2 separate regions of the Sus scrofa genome follow, and region 1 is linked to region 2. Evidence: chromatin contacts called from public promoter capture Hi-C data. All regions are on one chromosome and are shown on one strand. Each heading gives the region's core, a stretch centred on a gene start, on an enhancer-like site or on the middle of the called end of the contact. The rest is flanking DNA. Distances are from core to core; before and after follow the strand shown. Region 1 holds the start of ARMC7 (armadillo repeat containing 7). Region 2 holds the start of LOC100521680 (histone H3.3).

Region 1 (7,381 bases), core at 2,041-4,540, 550 kb before region 2:
GGGTCTGTCACAGCCGGCCCGGCTCAGCTGGCTGCCTACCGCTGCTGCTACAGCTCAACACACTGGACCTTCAAGTCCAGCCTGGATGCCTCCGATGTGATCTCTTTGTCCTTCACCCTCCAGACAATGCCAAAGAGCCTACCCTTCCCCCGAGTCCCCCACCCCTTCCCAGCTGGCCCCACCTCTGCCTGACAGCTGCCCCCAGCACAGATTGCTAGGCCTCAGCCTCGTGCTGGCTGGAACCTTAGGAAGAAGGACCTGTGAGCAATTGAGTCACGGTGCTGGGGGCCAGGCTGAAGGGCCAACCTGGATGCAGGATTTGGACAGATTAAATGTTGCTGGAGTACCTGTCCTGGCATCTGTGCAGGGACCCCTGGCTGGGGTCCCAGAATGAGTGGCGTCTGCCCTAGGGTCTCCTCCTTCCTTGGCCCCAACCTGTATCTTGGCTGGGAAGAGGAGTTTGGGTATGGCAGAAATCAGGGCAGGGCCCCAGGACCTCTGAAAATGGAGCTGCTTTAGCAGCAGAATCCCTTTCTCAGCCCCTCCTGTCATCCTGTTCCCCCTGCTGTGTCAGAGATGTCAACCCAGGGGTAAGTAGCCGGCTGGGCCTACTGCCAAGCCACCCCTGCTCCCCATTGGCTTGTGCTGCTGGCCTGGAGGTCACAGCTTCTCCCATATGCTTTCTGGGCTGGTGCCTTCCCCGAGGTCATCACCTGAGGGCTGGCTGCCATCAGCCCAGACTTGTCCCAACAGAATACTGACCAACTGAGGGAATGAAAAACAAGGTTTGTTTGCATTGCACACGAAAACATTTTCCGCAGCAGGTAATAAACCCTGTGACCCCTGAAGTTGGAAAATAGGCCTGGAGTCAGTTTTTCCTCGTCCCCCTTCAGGGCTACTCTCACCCAGGACCTTGTTTGTTGATTCAAGTGCACCCAGGCTCCAACAAGAAAACCTTATCAGGAGAATCGATTTTCTTCTGTGACCCAACTCCTGCCTTCCTCCTGCGCGCTCCAGCTGGCACAAGTAAATGTCCTTGGGAACATCCTTCTCCAGGACCCATGAGTGCCCCCTTCTGGCCAAAGGCAGTAGTATAGAAATGAAGCAAAGGGCTCTGGGCTGGGATAGAGCGTGGAATTCAAGTTTGACTCTGCCACAATTTGCTGTGTGACTTTGGGCAAATTGTTCACCATCCCTGGGCCTTGAAAAGCTAAAGTCTCTTCCAGTTTGAAAGGTCTGACCCTGAAGACCCATGGTGTCCCTGTTCCCATCCCTGTCCTGTACATGGTCACTGTCCACAGCTTGAGCACTGAAGGGAGAATGCACCGCTGGACACATTTCACCAGGTCCTGTCTCCTCTCCATCTCAATGGAAAGAGAGCGCGCTGGGACTGGTAGATGAATGCTTCCGGTGCTAGTAGCTGCAAGGCTTTGAAACTTGCGTCCCGTTAGGCCCATTTCTTGAAAACTTGTTTCAAAGAAAAAAGAGATCAGTAAATATTTAGCATAGGAAACTTCCACCTTCTCTGCCCGCTGGGCAAGAGTGGCAATAATCTCTGGGCAGAATTCCTCCCACAAATATTATTGAGCATCTACTGTGTGTCAGGAACTGGGCTGAGAGGAGTAAGACCAGATCGCTGCCCTCAGCACAAAACCAAGGACTAAGAATTCTTCCCCAAAGATGAGGGCCCCTGAAGCCTTAGGAGGGGACAAGTGATGGTGGAAGTTTCTATCTGATTCCAGAATTCACTCTTAGCTGATCTGGGATTCTTTTAGAGAGTGGGCAGAGCCGTTCCTAACCTGCATAGGGTGAAGCCCACTGTTCCCAGGCCTTTACTCCTCTGTCCAGCCAGAAGCAGAGAAGCCCCCTTGGCCGCCCTGGGCTAACATGCACTTCTCTGGGCCGCATCAGCTCCCTTCACAAGCTGAGGGGCCTGGGACCACCACCCTTCAAGAAGGAGCGGGGGCCCAAGCATCCAGACTACGGTCAAAACTCTTGGCCTGGGGTGTGTGCATAGGGCAGGGGCTTATCACAAGGACCTGAGACCACAGAGGGGCTCCCAGTGGGGCTGTGGCAGGCTGGAGTATGGCAGCCACTCTGCCCTCATGCCAGGCCCAGGGCCAAAGGCCCATGGCCCTTGCCCTCAGGAAGCTCACAGAAGAGTTCCCTAGTGGCTCAGCTAGTTAATGACCCAGTGTTGTCATGGCTTGGGTTGCTGCTGTGGTGCAGGTTCCATCCAAAAAAAAAAAAAAAAAAGCCAGCTTGGGAGTTCCCCTCATGGCGCAGCAGAAATGAATCCAACTAGGAACTATGAGGTTTCAGGTTCCATCCCTGCCCTTGCTCAGTGGGTTAAGGATCTGGCGTTGCAGAGAGCTGTGGTGTAGGTTGCAGATGCAGCTCAGATCCTGCTTTGCTGGGGCTGTGGTGTAGGCTGGCAGCTGTAGCCCTGATTGGACCCCTAGCCTGGGAAACTCCATATGCCTCGGGTGCGGCCCTAAAATTAAAAAAAAGCAAATAAACGCAAAAAGAAATTTTTTCTTAAAAGCAAAACAAAATAGCGCACAGCCCAAGCCTCTTTTATCCACCCATTTTCAAGCATGACTAGAGTGCGAGAAGCCACCTTCCTCCCTGGTGCTCTGTCCTCTGCGCCTGTGAGGTCTGTCTGGCTCCACAACCCAGAAAGCCGCCAGAGCGGTGCACTGAGGCTCCTTCTAGGGCCTGATGGTGCTGCCCCTGGTGCTCCCCGTCCACTTGGCTGACAAAATGCCTTAGGACATTACCCAGTTCCTGAGGTTTCTGGCCAGAGGTGGCAGACTTAGCACGAGTTTGGGAAGCAGAGGGTGCCAGGAAAAGCCGGCCACAAGGTAGTGTTAAAGGACCTACATGGAGGACACTGGGAGCCAGAGTTGCAGAGGACAGACACCCGAGTTCCAGAGGAGCGTCCCTTGCTCCAGAAGGCTGGGCTGCGCCCCCCTCAAGTGCAGAAGTATCTGGAAGTGCTTCTGCCTCGACAGTTCTCCCGTGGGTGTCCCTACACCCCCGCCACCTCTAAGCTCTTAAAGGCTCTGGCCGCGCTCCTCAGTGCTTCCACAACCTTCCAGGATCGCCGGCCAGGCGGATCGCCAGCCAGGCGGATCGCCCTCATCTGGAGCTGAGAAGCAGCAAGCGTTCCGCGCAAGCCCTCTAAGCTCTGCGAGGGCCCCGCCCCTCGCCCCCTTCGACCCGCCCCTTCCGCCCAGGGGCGGGACTAGGCGCGGCTTCTCCCGGAAATCCGGAACCTGGAAGAAAACCGAGCTCTGCCGGGCGCTGCTCCTGCTCCTCTCTTCCACAGCGGGCGGTTGTGTGCTTGTCTCCTGCGCCCGTCCTTAGATTTTCCACTCCTAACTCTTACGGAGTCCTGAATCCCCATCCCATTTCCCACACCCCAGTTTCAGCTGCAAATTACCGCAGAGCCTAAAGCCAGGAGAGGAGCCCGTTTCCCGCCCCAGTCCTCCCCTCCCCGGGCCGGTGGAGACCCGGGTAAGATTCTCGCCCCGCTTTCCGGCCTCACCTTCCACACACCTGCCGTTCCCTCGGGGGCCCTCCGCCGCCCGACCATGGCCCAGAAGCCGAAGGTAGACCCTCACGTCGGCCGGCTAGGATATCTTCAGGCGCTGGTCACGGAATTCCAGGAGACAGAGAGCCAAGGTGAGAGCGGCGGCGGGGGGAGCAGGGCGGGGGCAGGGGTCCGGCCACCGCCGCCGCCCCAGACCTGGTTCCAATGCTGCTTTTCCACTGCAGACGCCAAGGAGCAAGTACTGGCCAACCTCGCTAACTTCGCCTATGACCCCAGTAATTACCAGTATCTGCGGCAGCTGCAGGTCCTGGATTTATTCCTCGATTCACTGTCGGAAGAGAATGAAACCCTGGTGGAGTTTGCTATTGGTAAGGATGGGGTGCAACTCCTAGATGCCTGATGGGCTTTAATGAGGTCAGTGAGTTAGAAGTGAGTTTGGGAGAAAGGAATCTTAAGCAGTCCCTCAGCTGCGAAGCACTCATTCTGCGTGCCTGTCTGCGCTGCTTGCTTACAGGTGTGTGCATAAATGAGGAAATGGATTGAAGGCCGGTGCGGTCGGGAGGGGGGAGTGGAGTGCTCTTTTTAAACAGCTTTATCTTCATGTTTTAATATCCAGAGAAGTAGAGGTGACTTGGAATGGCTTATGCCTAGGACCTATCGAACTATTCGCTGGACAGGTATTATGGGGCATGTACTGTGTGATTAAGGTATTGTTCTAAATGCTGGGAAGATGGCAAGCAGGTTGGGGAAAAGGTCTTTGCCCTCGAGGAATTTACACTCTGGTAGAGGGAGACAGGTGTTTGAACAAAAGCTGAGGCTCTGAAGAAAATAAACAGGCTGATGAGGTGGAGCAAGGGGAGGTAGACACTCCTTTTGTTTTGGCCATCGTGGGAAGGCGGTCTCGGCAGAGGCACAGCATGGGCCCAGACCCTTAAGCGGGAGGAGGCAGAAGGAAAGGCTGATGTGGTGGGACTGTGGTGAATGAAGCTGAGAGAGGTACCAAATGAGGTCCAAGAGCTCGAGGCAGCTCCTGACTCAGAGCTAGGTGGTAGGAAAGAGTTTGTTGATTCTGAGGACAGACGTTCGTTGTTCAGCATGTATCTTTGTTTCGTTGTTGTTGTCTTTTTAGGGCATATGGTGGTTCCAGGCTAGGGGTCGAATCAGAGCTATAGCTCCCGGCCACAGCATCCAGCATCACAGGATCCGAGCCATATCTGTGACCCACACCACAGCTCCCTGCAACGTGGGATCCTCAACCCACTGATTGAGGTCAGGGATTGAACCGCGTCCTCATGGTTGCTAGTCAGGTTCGCTAACCGCTGAGCCATGAAGGGAACTCCCACGTGTATCTTTGAAGAAACATTTTTCTGTATAGTGAGAGGAATCTTATCAACGTAGATTATCACCAAATACCCAGTCATGCAAATTTCTTTATAGTTACCGGAAGGATGCAATTTTTTTTGCTTTGTTTAAACCAGAATGCACGCCAGGATCCACGCACTTAACGTGGTTGTTATGATCCTTAGCTCTCAACCTCTCTCTCTTTTTTTTTTTTCTTTCTTTCTTTCTTTTTGGCCGCCTCTTGGCATATGGGGTTCGCTGGCCAGGGATCGGATCTGAGCCACAGTTTCAACGTACACCGCAGCTGTGGTAGCACCCAATCCTTATCTCATTGTGCCAGGCTGGGGATTGAACCCACGTTTTAGTCCTCCAGAGATGCCACTGATCCTTCTGCACCACAGCCAGAACTCCTCTCTCTGTCTCTCCTTAAGCAAACTTTGTATTTTAGAAGAAGTGCAAAGATAGGGCAGAGTTTGCACGTGTGCCACCCGCAGTTGGTTACCTTATCGTTCACGTCTTCCATTCGTTTAAGATAGGTTTGTTACAGTTAATAAACCATTATTATTTACTCAAGGCCATAAGTTATTCACGTTTCCTTACTTTTTCCCTGATATCCTTTTACTGATCCAAGATTCCGCCCAGGACACTATAGTACGTGTCGTTGTCATGTCTCCTTCGGCTCCTCTGGGCTGAGCCACTCTCTGAGACTTTGCCCCATTTCAGAGGACCTTGGCAGTTTTCAGGAACACTGGTCAGGTATCTTGTAGCTTTTCCCCCAAGTGGGATTTCTGGTGTTTTTCTCACGATTAGACGGGGATGTGGGTTTGGGGGGGGAGAACGACCACAGAGGTAAAGGGTCCTTTTCATTTATATCAAGGGTGTATGCTGTCAACATGACTTAATTGTTTTTTTTTTTTTTTTTTTTTTTTTTGTCTTTTGAGGGCTGCACCTGAGACATATAGAAGTTCTCAGGCTAGGAATCAAATCAGAGCTACAGCTGCCGGCCTACACCACAGCCACGCCAGATCCAGCTGCATCTGCGGCCTACACCACAGCTCACGGCAGTGCTGGATCCTTAACCCACTGAACGAGGTCAGGGATTGAACCTGCATCCTCATGGACACTAGTCGGGCTCGTTAACTGCCGAGCCGTGATGGGAACTCCGACACTGCTTGTTGTATTATCGACATCCCTGTCGATAGCAACTCGGATCACCTGGCTGAAGGAGGCTGTGCCAGGTTTCTCCACTGTAACGCTGCTCTTTATCCCCCACCCCCAGCCTTTCCGTATTGTGCTCTTTGGGAGGGGGTAACGACATACCTAAGCGTCTGTCTCTTTTCATCACTAATTGACGTTTCTTCCTCCACCAATAATTGTGGAAGGATCCAGACCAACCCTGCAGAATGTCACAGCCTTGGAATTCTCTGGTTGCTTCTTTATGGTGTTAGTTCATTCATTCCTGTATCCCCTTTATTTCCCGTGACCTAGAAATTAGAATGAAAGCCTCGATGGAATCAAGTAAATCAAGTAACGAGGAGTTCCTGTTGTGGCGCAGTGGTTAACGAATCCGACTAGGAACCATGAGGTTTCGGGTTCGATCCCTGCCCTTGCTCAGTGGGTCAAGGTTCCAGCGTTGCCGTGAGCTGTGGTGTAGGTCGCAGTTGAGGTTCAGATCCTGCATTGCTGTGGCTCTGGCGTAGGCTGGCAGCTACAGCTCCAATTCGACCCCTAGCCCGGGAACCTCCATATGCCTCGGGAGTGGCTCAAGAAATGGCAAAAAGACACAAAACAAAACACCGAATCCTTAACCCACTGAGCAAGACCAGGGATCGAACCTGTCATCCTCATGGATGCTAGTCAGATTCATTCACTGCTGAGCCACGACGGGAACTCCACTCTTACCTTGAAAGACCATCCAGTTCTGCCTATAACCTATGGTATCTGGGACTCCTCCTCTTGGAACAGGCCTCGCACACATGCGTGGACATCCCAGCTATGTTCACAGCCCCACAAACACTTGCCCAGGGGCCAGTCATTGGACTTGGTGTGCACACCAACAGTGGGGTTCACTCCAGGGAGTCAGGATGCAGGAAAGAGGTCATGCAATTATGGGGGCAGGTTTAGGGCCTGGAGCGCAGGGGATGGGGGCAGGGGGATGGGCTTTGGGTGGGCTCCCTGGACTCTTCAGCCTGTGGAGAGGCCAAAGTGAGGCCCTCTAAAGCCGGGCTGGGGCAGGAGCCCAATTGCCCAGGTTTAAGAGTGGTGCTAGTTCATGTCTCTGCCCCTCTGGACAATTATCATGCTGAATGAATATCGTGAAAGGCTGGTTACTTTAAAATATTCTCCAGTTCTCTGGTGGCCTAGCAGGTTAAGGATCTGGTGTTGGTCACTGCTGTGGCTTGGGTTCAGTCCCTGGCCCAGGAGTTTCTGTATGCCATGGGTACAGACTAAATAAATAAACATTAAAGGAAATAGGAGTTCCTG
Region 2 (6,888 bases), core at 945-3,444:
ATCATAATACAAACTCGATGGAAAAGCTCAGTTTTGTTCCCTCTTGATAGAGAAAAACTCAATCTAGTTATGAGACCAACCACAACACAAAGAAAAGCTGTACTAACTACTATATTAGTAACAGACAATGCTGGTGTGAATAACGTGTATTATATTCTAGAGCCCTTATAAATAAAATCCCCCGTTAGTGTTTGCATTATCAGCTAGAGGGTAGTTAACATGTGGTAGAATGAGGACTTATGCAAGGTATAATGCGCAAAGCATTTTTACTAGGTATGAAAACAAGTGCAGTCTAGTTAGGAGAAAACCAACCGGACTCTAAATTACACACAATCTTAATGACAAGACTCCCCACCAAAGGTGAATGTAAAACATTTAATTTAAAAATGTTGACACTACAATATATAAAATAGCTATTATAAATGCACATAGTGTATTCTATAGCTGCCAGGTTTACTTCTTTTTTTTCTTTTTCTTTTTTTTTAAGGAAACTGTAAGTTACACTGTGGTTAAGACTTGTATCTTCACCCTTGAAAAAGCCCACATTCTATCACAGTGATGTATGGTCAGACTTAACAGCCCCAATTGTTAAACACTTGGATCAAGTCATAACCAGTTTTATTGCAAAAGGACCCTGTACACATTTATCAATTCTAGTACCTTAATAGCTACCCAACAAGTCATTAACATACAGAAACATGCATCATGAGAAGCAAGAAATATCACCCATCCCTTCTGCATATTAGCAACTTGTCACTCCTGAGCAACAGTGCTCACATCACTGAGGTCTGTGAACAGTCACTTTTCGCATTCATCCTGAGTGAAAGATGGAATGACTTAAGTACAAATGCAACATATTATAAACAATTTCTTACAAAAAAAGTCACAAATTAAACCAAAGTATTTTACAGAATTTACTACAAAACACCATAAAAACTGCCTTCACTTAAGCTCTCTCTCCCCGTATCCGGCGAGCCAACTGGATGTCTTTGGGCATGATGGTGACTCTCTTAGCGTGGATGGCACACAGATTGGTATCTTCAAATAAACCCACCAGGTACGCTTCACTAGCCTCCTGTTGAGGACAAGAGCCACACATTAAACTCCCTCCAAGGACCACCGCACACAAGCCAGCCCTCCGCCCCTGCCACCGCCGTCTCACCTGAAGCGCACCAATGGCGGCGCTCTGGAACCTCAAGTCAGTTTTGAAATCCTGGGCGATCTCCCTCACCAACCTCTGGAAGGGCAGCTTCCGGATCAGAAGCTCCGTGGACTTTTGGTAACGACGGATTTCTCGAAGCGCGACGGTCCCGGGCCTGGAGCGAGCAGGAAGGGCGTAAAGGGACACCAGTTAAGTGACAGGACCGAGCAAGCAGCCAGAGGGTCCAACTCGCGGCGCGCCCGCCGAGTCATTGTCTCCCTGCCGCGCTGCCTACCTGTAGCGATGAGGTTTTTTCACCCCGCCGGTAGAGGGAGCGCTTTTCCTGGCAGCTTTAGTGGCCAGCTGTTTGCGGGGCGCTTTCCCACCCGTGGACTTACGAGCAGTCTGCTTGGTTCGGGCCATTTTCTTTTACCTGCAGGAGACACCCGTGACTCGGGGGCCGCGACGCTCGCCTCCCGGGGTGAGACGGCGAGCGTGCAGAGGGCGGGACGCCCGGCGCGCCTGCCCTCCCGCCTCCCTGCGCCCCACGGCGGGCGGCAGATGGCCGAGGGCCGCCGCCTCCACCCCCCCTCCCCTAATGACTCAGGCGGCGAGTAGCAGCAGCCTCCCCTGGGAGGGGGGGCGCGGGGAGGAGTCACTTCCCCTCCTCGACGGGCGGAGGCCCAGCTGCCGGGAACCCGGAGTCGGGACCTCTGAATCACCAGCGGGAAAGAGGCGGAGACGCGGTTCCGGAGCGAAGCCCCAAGGGAAAACCACCCGACCCCAGAGTCGCCAGCAGCAGTCAGAGCAGCCCGCACCAGCCGGCACTCAGCTCCCAACGGTCGTGGCCCGCGGCATCAACGGCCGGCAGGGCCTCAAGCCGCAGGCAAAGCCGAGACTTACCCAACAGCGAAGTCTGAGGCCGCTTCCCCCACCGCCGTGCCGCTCCCGCCGCCCAATGAAGAGCCGCAGTCGCCGAACCAAAGCAAGAAGCAACTCCAACGAACGACCAAACCGCTCTGCGCTCCAGGCCCCCCCTAAGCCTCCGCTTTTATACCCACGCTTCACGCTGCGTCTCTGCGTCATAGGACCCTAATTTGCATACACCAACGACTTTTCCTATTGGCTGACACTTTCGCCGACGCGCTGACATCCCCCGACACAAAGGCCGTGCTTCGGCCCCGTTTCCTGATTGGCGGATGTCTAGGCCACTGATTGGCTGTTAAAGTGGCCTAACGATTGGGTGAATGCAAAGAGGAATGGACGAATCAGAGGTTGGCACTAAGCGGCTCTTCTGATTGGATAAAATGGAGCTATGTTTGGATCCTTCCCTTGGTTCCAAAGCTCTACAATAGAAAGTCAATGCAAATGAATTGTACTGGTCTCTATCAGGACTTAAGAGTCGGGATGGGATAGCTTATTTGCATCAAGCTAATACAATGCAGGAGGAGACGTTACTTTAACGAAAAATTTGTAAACTACCTTCCAATGTAAACTAAAATGTGTTCCCTGTGATTATTTACTTTTCACTAACATTGTGATAGTTAGGTACGTAGTTTAAATAAGAATTAGAAATCAGTAAATTATGTTATCTTACAAGTATTTTATGTATCAGGTATATACATTTTAACTAAAAAGCAGTTCTTTCGTTCGATGGGGTGGGGATGAGTAAATAATAGATACAAAGAAACAAATGCCAGGAGTTCCCGTCGTGGCGCAGTGGTTAACGAATCCGACTAGGAACCATGAGGTTGCGGGTTCGGTCCCTGTCCTTGCTCAGTGGGTTAACGATCCGGCGTTGCCGTGAGCTGTGGTGTAGGTTGCAGACGCGGCTCGGATCCCGCGTTGCTGTGGCTCTGGCGTAGGCCGGTGGCTTCAGCTCCGATTCAACCCCTAGCCTGGGAACCTCCATATGCCGCGGGAGCGGCCTAAGAAACAGCAACAACAACAACAACAACAAAAGACAAAAAAGACCAAAAAAAAAAAAAAAAAAAAAAAAAAAAAAAAAAAGAAACAAATGCCAAGTGATTTTTATAAGTTCTTAGACCATCACAAAATACGTTGTGATTTCAATATACAAGAAGTAACCTTGTGACTTCAATATACAAGAAGTAACCTACTAAGCAACATATTTTTAAAATTATGTAATTCACCTGAACAAAATGACCACAGCAAGAAAGAGAATACTCAGTTCTAAAACAACATTTGCATGTCCATAAAGGCAATTAAATAAGTGCCCTTGTATTTAATAATATATCCTGGAAAGTATTACTTCTGAAGAAACATGACAAATGTATAAAAGTGGTAATACCTACCTTTGCCTAAATGTCTTGGATGGATTTTAATATTTAGGCCTACAGACGTCTCAGTTTATAAAATATCAAAGAAGGCTTAAGGTTAAGACCAGCCAAATAAAGCTCGGAAAATTGAAATAGAGCTTTGGACATTCTACCCTGCAGTTCTTACTCTGGGCTCACTGAATATTTTAAGTTATTGAAATAAAAAAAAAAAACAGCAAAACCAGGTACATGCAGATTTCAACTTAGAGACTTACTGTACATGAATACAAATACCTCAAAAATTTACTTGTGACACCAAAGTTCTCCCTTTCACCATCAATAGTGAGGGGGAAAAAATTCACAATTTGAAAAAGCAGGCACAGGAGTTCCCATCATGACTCAGTGGTTAACAAAACCTACTAGTATCCATGAGGACGTGAATTTGATCCCTGGCCTTGCTCAGTGGGTTAAGGATCCAGCTTTGCTGTGAGCTGTGGTGTGAGTCACAGATGTGGCTCAGCTCCTGTGGCTGCGGCTGGCAGCTACAGCTCCAATTGGACCCCTAGCCTGGGAACCTCCATAGGCTGCAGGTGTGGCCCTTAAAAAAAAAAAAAAAAAAGAAAGAAAAAGAAAAGAAAAAGCAGGCAGGGCAAAAACACCTTCTGCCCAAACTCTGGTTCCAAATTCCTCTCATTTCAGCTCTCTCAATGATAACACTGCACAATATTTACTTAATTCTCCATATATTTAAACTTTTATGCGATAATTCAATGTTAGTTTCTGCCTTCTGCTCAAAGTTTAGGGTGGGGAAAAATTAAGCTATTTCATTCAGGCCAGACCACATAGAGAAACCAAGATGGACACTCTTCACCTGTTCTCAGAACCTGTGTAAATTTAGCCCAGAAACAGGGTACTGGTTCCATCCTGCATAAAAAGCTGTCAAATGTCCTGGGATGTAACCAGAAAAATACCTTGTCATCTTTTTCGACTGCTCAGACGGTCTGGAGAAGGAACGGGCTCCTAAATTAACACCCATTTTGAGTTCCAAGGCTTTTCTTGGAGATCCCAAACCCGGTTCATCCCTTGCTTTCTGCAAGAGAGATGGTCTAGTTACCTGCCCACCTTCAGTTTTGCTAATTTTTAGAGAGGAACTAAAACTGCTTCGGGAGAAACTAGGTATGAATTCACATTCGTCATTTAAGGATGATGAGTGGAAATAGTTTGTCCTCCTTACTTGGCAGTCATACAGGTTATGTTTTTTCTAAGCAGCACAGGAAATGGGGAGCAACTGAAAATGTTGATACAAACAATGCAGAATGGGATGCAGCATCTGGCTACGGTCCTAGTTCCTGTTCTGTCACAGACTTAGAAACTCGGTGCAAGTTACTTAATCTCTCTGAGTTTCGGTTTCCTCTCCTGTAAATTAAGCAGCTTGGATGATATCATCTCCCAATTCTACCCGTACACTCTTATTCTGAAGTTCATGGTACACACACATTTAAAATCCAGCCGTCTGAACTATCTTTCTCCATTCAAATCACACTTGGGTATTCGGGGTGGGGTGGGGTGGGGGGAATAACAGATAAGCCAATTATCTGCATTTAATAGGATTAAAGCAATACACCTCAACTTGTTTCTCCTTTTGGAATTTTTCATCTTCAAACGCCCCTAGTGGTGAAACAATTGATTTGGCCTGTTTAAGAAATACTCGTTTCTCAGCTTTGTAGGCTGACAATTTGGCTTCTGATGTGGTTACTTGGAACTAAATAAAATAGGCATGTGTCAGTCCTGCATATTAACACTTTTACATTCACCCCTTCCTGCTTTGCCCCTAAGGTTACTGGGAATGTGTTTCTTTTACGAGATTAGCATGAGTTAATGTTACTTAATAAGATACAAATCAGTCTTTAAAACAATGTCTTTAAATAGATTAAATAAGGAAAACAAAGTTAAGATGGTAAGTTTCAAGTATCTATGAAGAACTTCATCTGACTGGAGGGAAGCGGGGAGGAGACATTTTCCCAAGTAGAAAGGCTGGCATTCAGAGCAGGAAACTAGGGTAAATTATAATAAATCGCACTCCTGACTCAAACCCAGGCCCTTCCTCTGGACACTGTGATGCTTCTCGAAGCCCCCTGCAACTTGCCAGTGCACCTGAGACTATGCTAGATGGAGATTAAGTTCGTCCTTGGCCCTTAACGTACTGGAAACAAATTGGTCAGGCCAAGTGTCGAGCTGAGAAAGGACTGAAACCGTGGAGTTCCAGGTTTCAGAGCTCGTAAAGGTGTATGGAGCGCCTGAGCAAAGGCGCAGGAACAGAGTACTGGGTTGTGTAGCTCTTCGTTAGCAGAGCTTTCTCACGCTGACTTCCAGCAGGCCGACTTTCCCTTATGATTTTCAGCTTGTTCCCGCTGAACGAGCGAGGATGTTGGCAGAGTCCAGGTGCCTGAAGCTCAAAGGCCCATTGCTCAGGGCGGCATCAGAACCGAGCCCAAGCTTTGCTAAGTATGGAGGCGAGATAATTATTACACTGTTGGCCGTGGAATTACACTTGGAACTGTTTCACTGCAGTCGTTAAGCCCTCCCTAGCTCTGGGCCTCTTCTACTCCAGGTGCTCCAGTTTCAGGCAAAGGTTCCCCCACGAACGGGGAAACCGGCTGTTAAGGAGAGACAGGGCGAGACTGCAATCCCCAGAAACCGTCTCGGGCCCTCAGCATCCGGGATACCGTCTGCAAGGCTCTCTGGGTATTGTGGTCCGTTCCTTTGGCAGCAACCCTCGGCGGACGGTAAAATTCCAGCCTGACCCAGGACTACAACTCCCAGCAACCCTCGCTGCCGTGCGGGGGGTCTTCACGTTCTCGTGGCGCGGCGCAGGCGCACTAGTGCCTCGGCGCGGACCGCGCAGACTGAATAATAAAAGGGGAGCGGCGAAGAGGCAGGAAGACAGGACCATGTCGAAGGGCCCCGGGCCCGGCGGCTCCGCAGCTTCCTCGGCGCCCCCGGCCGCTACCGCTCAGGTGCTGCAGGCACAGCCCGAGAAACCGCAGCACTACACGTACGTAGAGCCCCCCCCCCCGCCGCGCGCGCACGCCTGACGTCAGCGGCCAGCGTGAGTCACGCGCGCAGGGAGAGCGCGAGGCGGCCTCTCCCTCCCCCCTTTCCTCCGTCCCGGCCCAGACCGGTTCCAACCTGCTAGGGCCGGTCCCAACTGCCTCCAACTGCCACCAACCTTTGGTCGGGCTGTGGGGCGGGAAACCCAGTCCCGCCGCAAGTGGGGAAGGAGGGAGCTCGCGGCGCAGAGTGCACACATCTCAGGCCTGGCCTTCGAGGCCTAACTGGTTCTCAGGCCATAAAACCACAGTCCCAGGCACTCTCGGGGGGGATAAGAAGTCCAAGACGCGACCAGGATGCGTTCCTAAGGGGCCAGCCCTAGAACGGCCTATGAATGACCACTAGCGTGAAGTTCTG

The links. Promoter capture Hi-C pulls out the DNA fragments that hold promoters and counts their contacts.
Region 1: a promoter capture Hi-C map of fetal liver shows a contact between it and region 2, with 2.1 times the contacts expected there. The contact joins the promoter of ARMC7 here to the promoter of LOC100521680 in region 2. A contact is called at or near these places in 1 of 5 promoter capture datasets (fetal liver) and 1 of 2 datasets of contacts at active chromatin or transcription factors (alveolar macrophages).

Annotation. Positions count from the first base shown.
Region 1 is chr12:6,178,991-6,186,371 of Sscrofa11.1, reverse strand. ARMC7 (armadillo repeat containing 7) reads left to right here and starts at 3,290. Exons shown (of 3, transcript NM_001243806.1): 1 at 3,290-3,687; 2 at 3,781-3,924. The coding sequence starts at 3,597. SLC16A5 (monocarboxylate transporter 6) reads left to right here. Exons shown (of 5, transcript XM_005668613.3): 5 at 1-857.
Region 2 is chr12:5,627,632-5,634,519 of Sscrofa11.1, reverse strand. LOC100521680 (histone H3.3) reads right to left here and starts at 2,194. Exons shown (of 4, transcript XM_003131194.4): 1 at 2,045-2,194; 2 at 1,437-1,574; 3 at 1,163-1,316; 4 at 1-1,075. The coding sequence starts at 1,564. The coding sequence ends at 947. It overlaps UNK (RING finger protein unkempt homolog), which reads left to right and starts at 6,271. Exons shown (of 15, transcript XM_021066619.1): 1 at 6,271-6,475. The coding sequence starts at 6,372.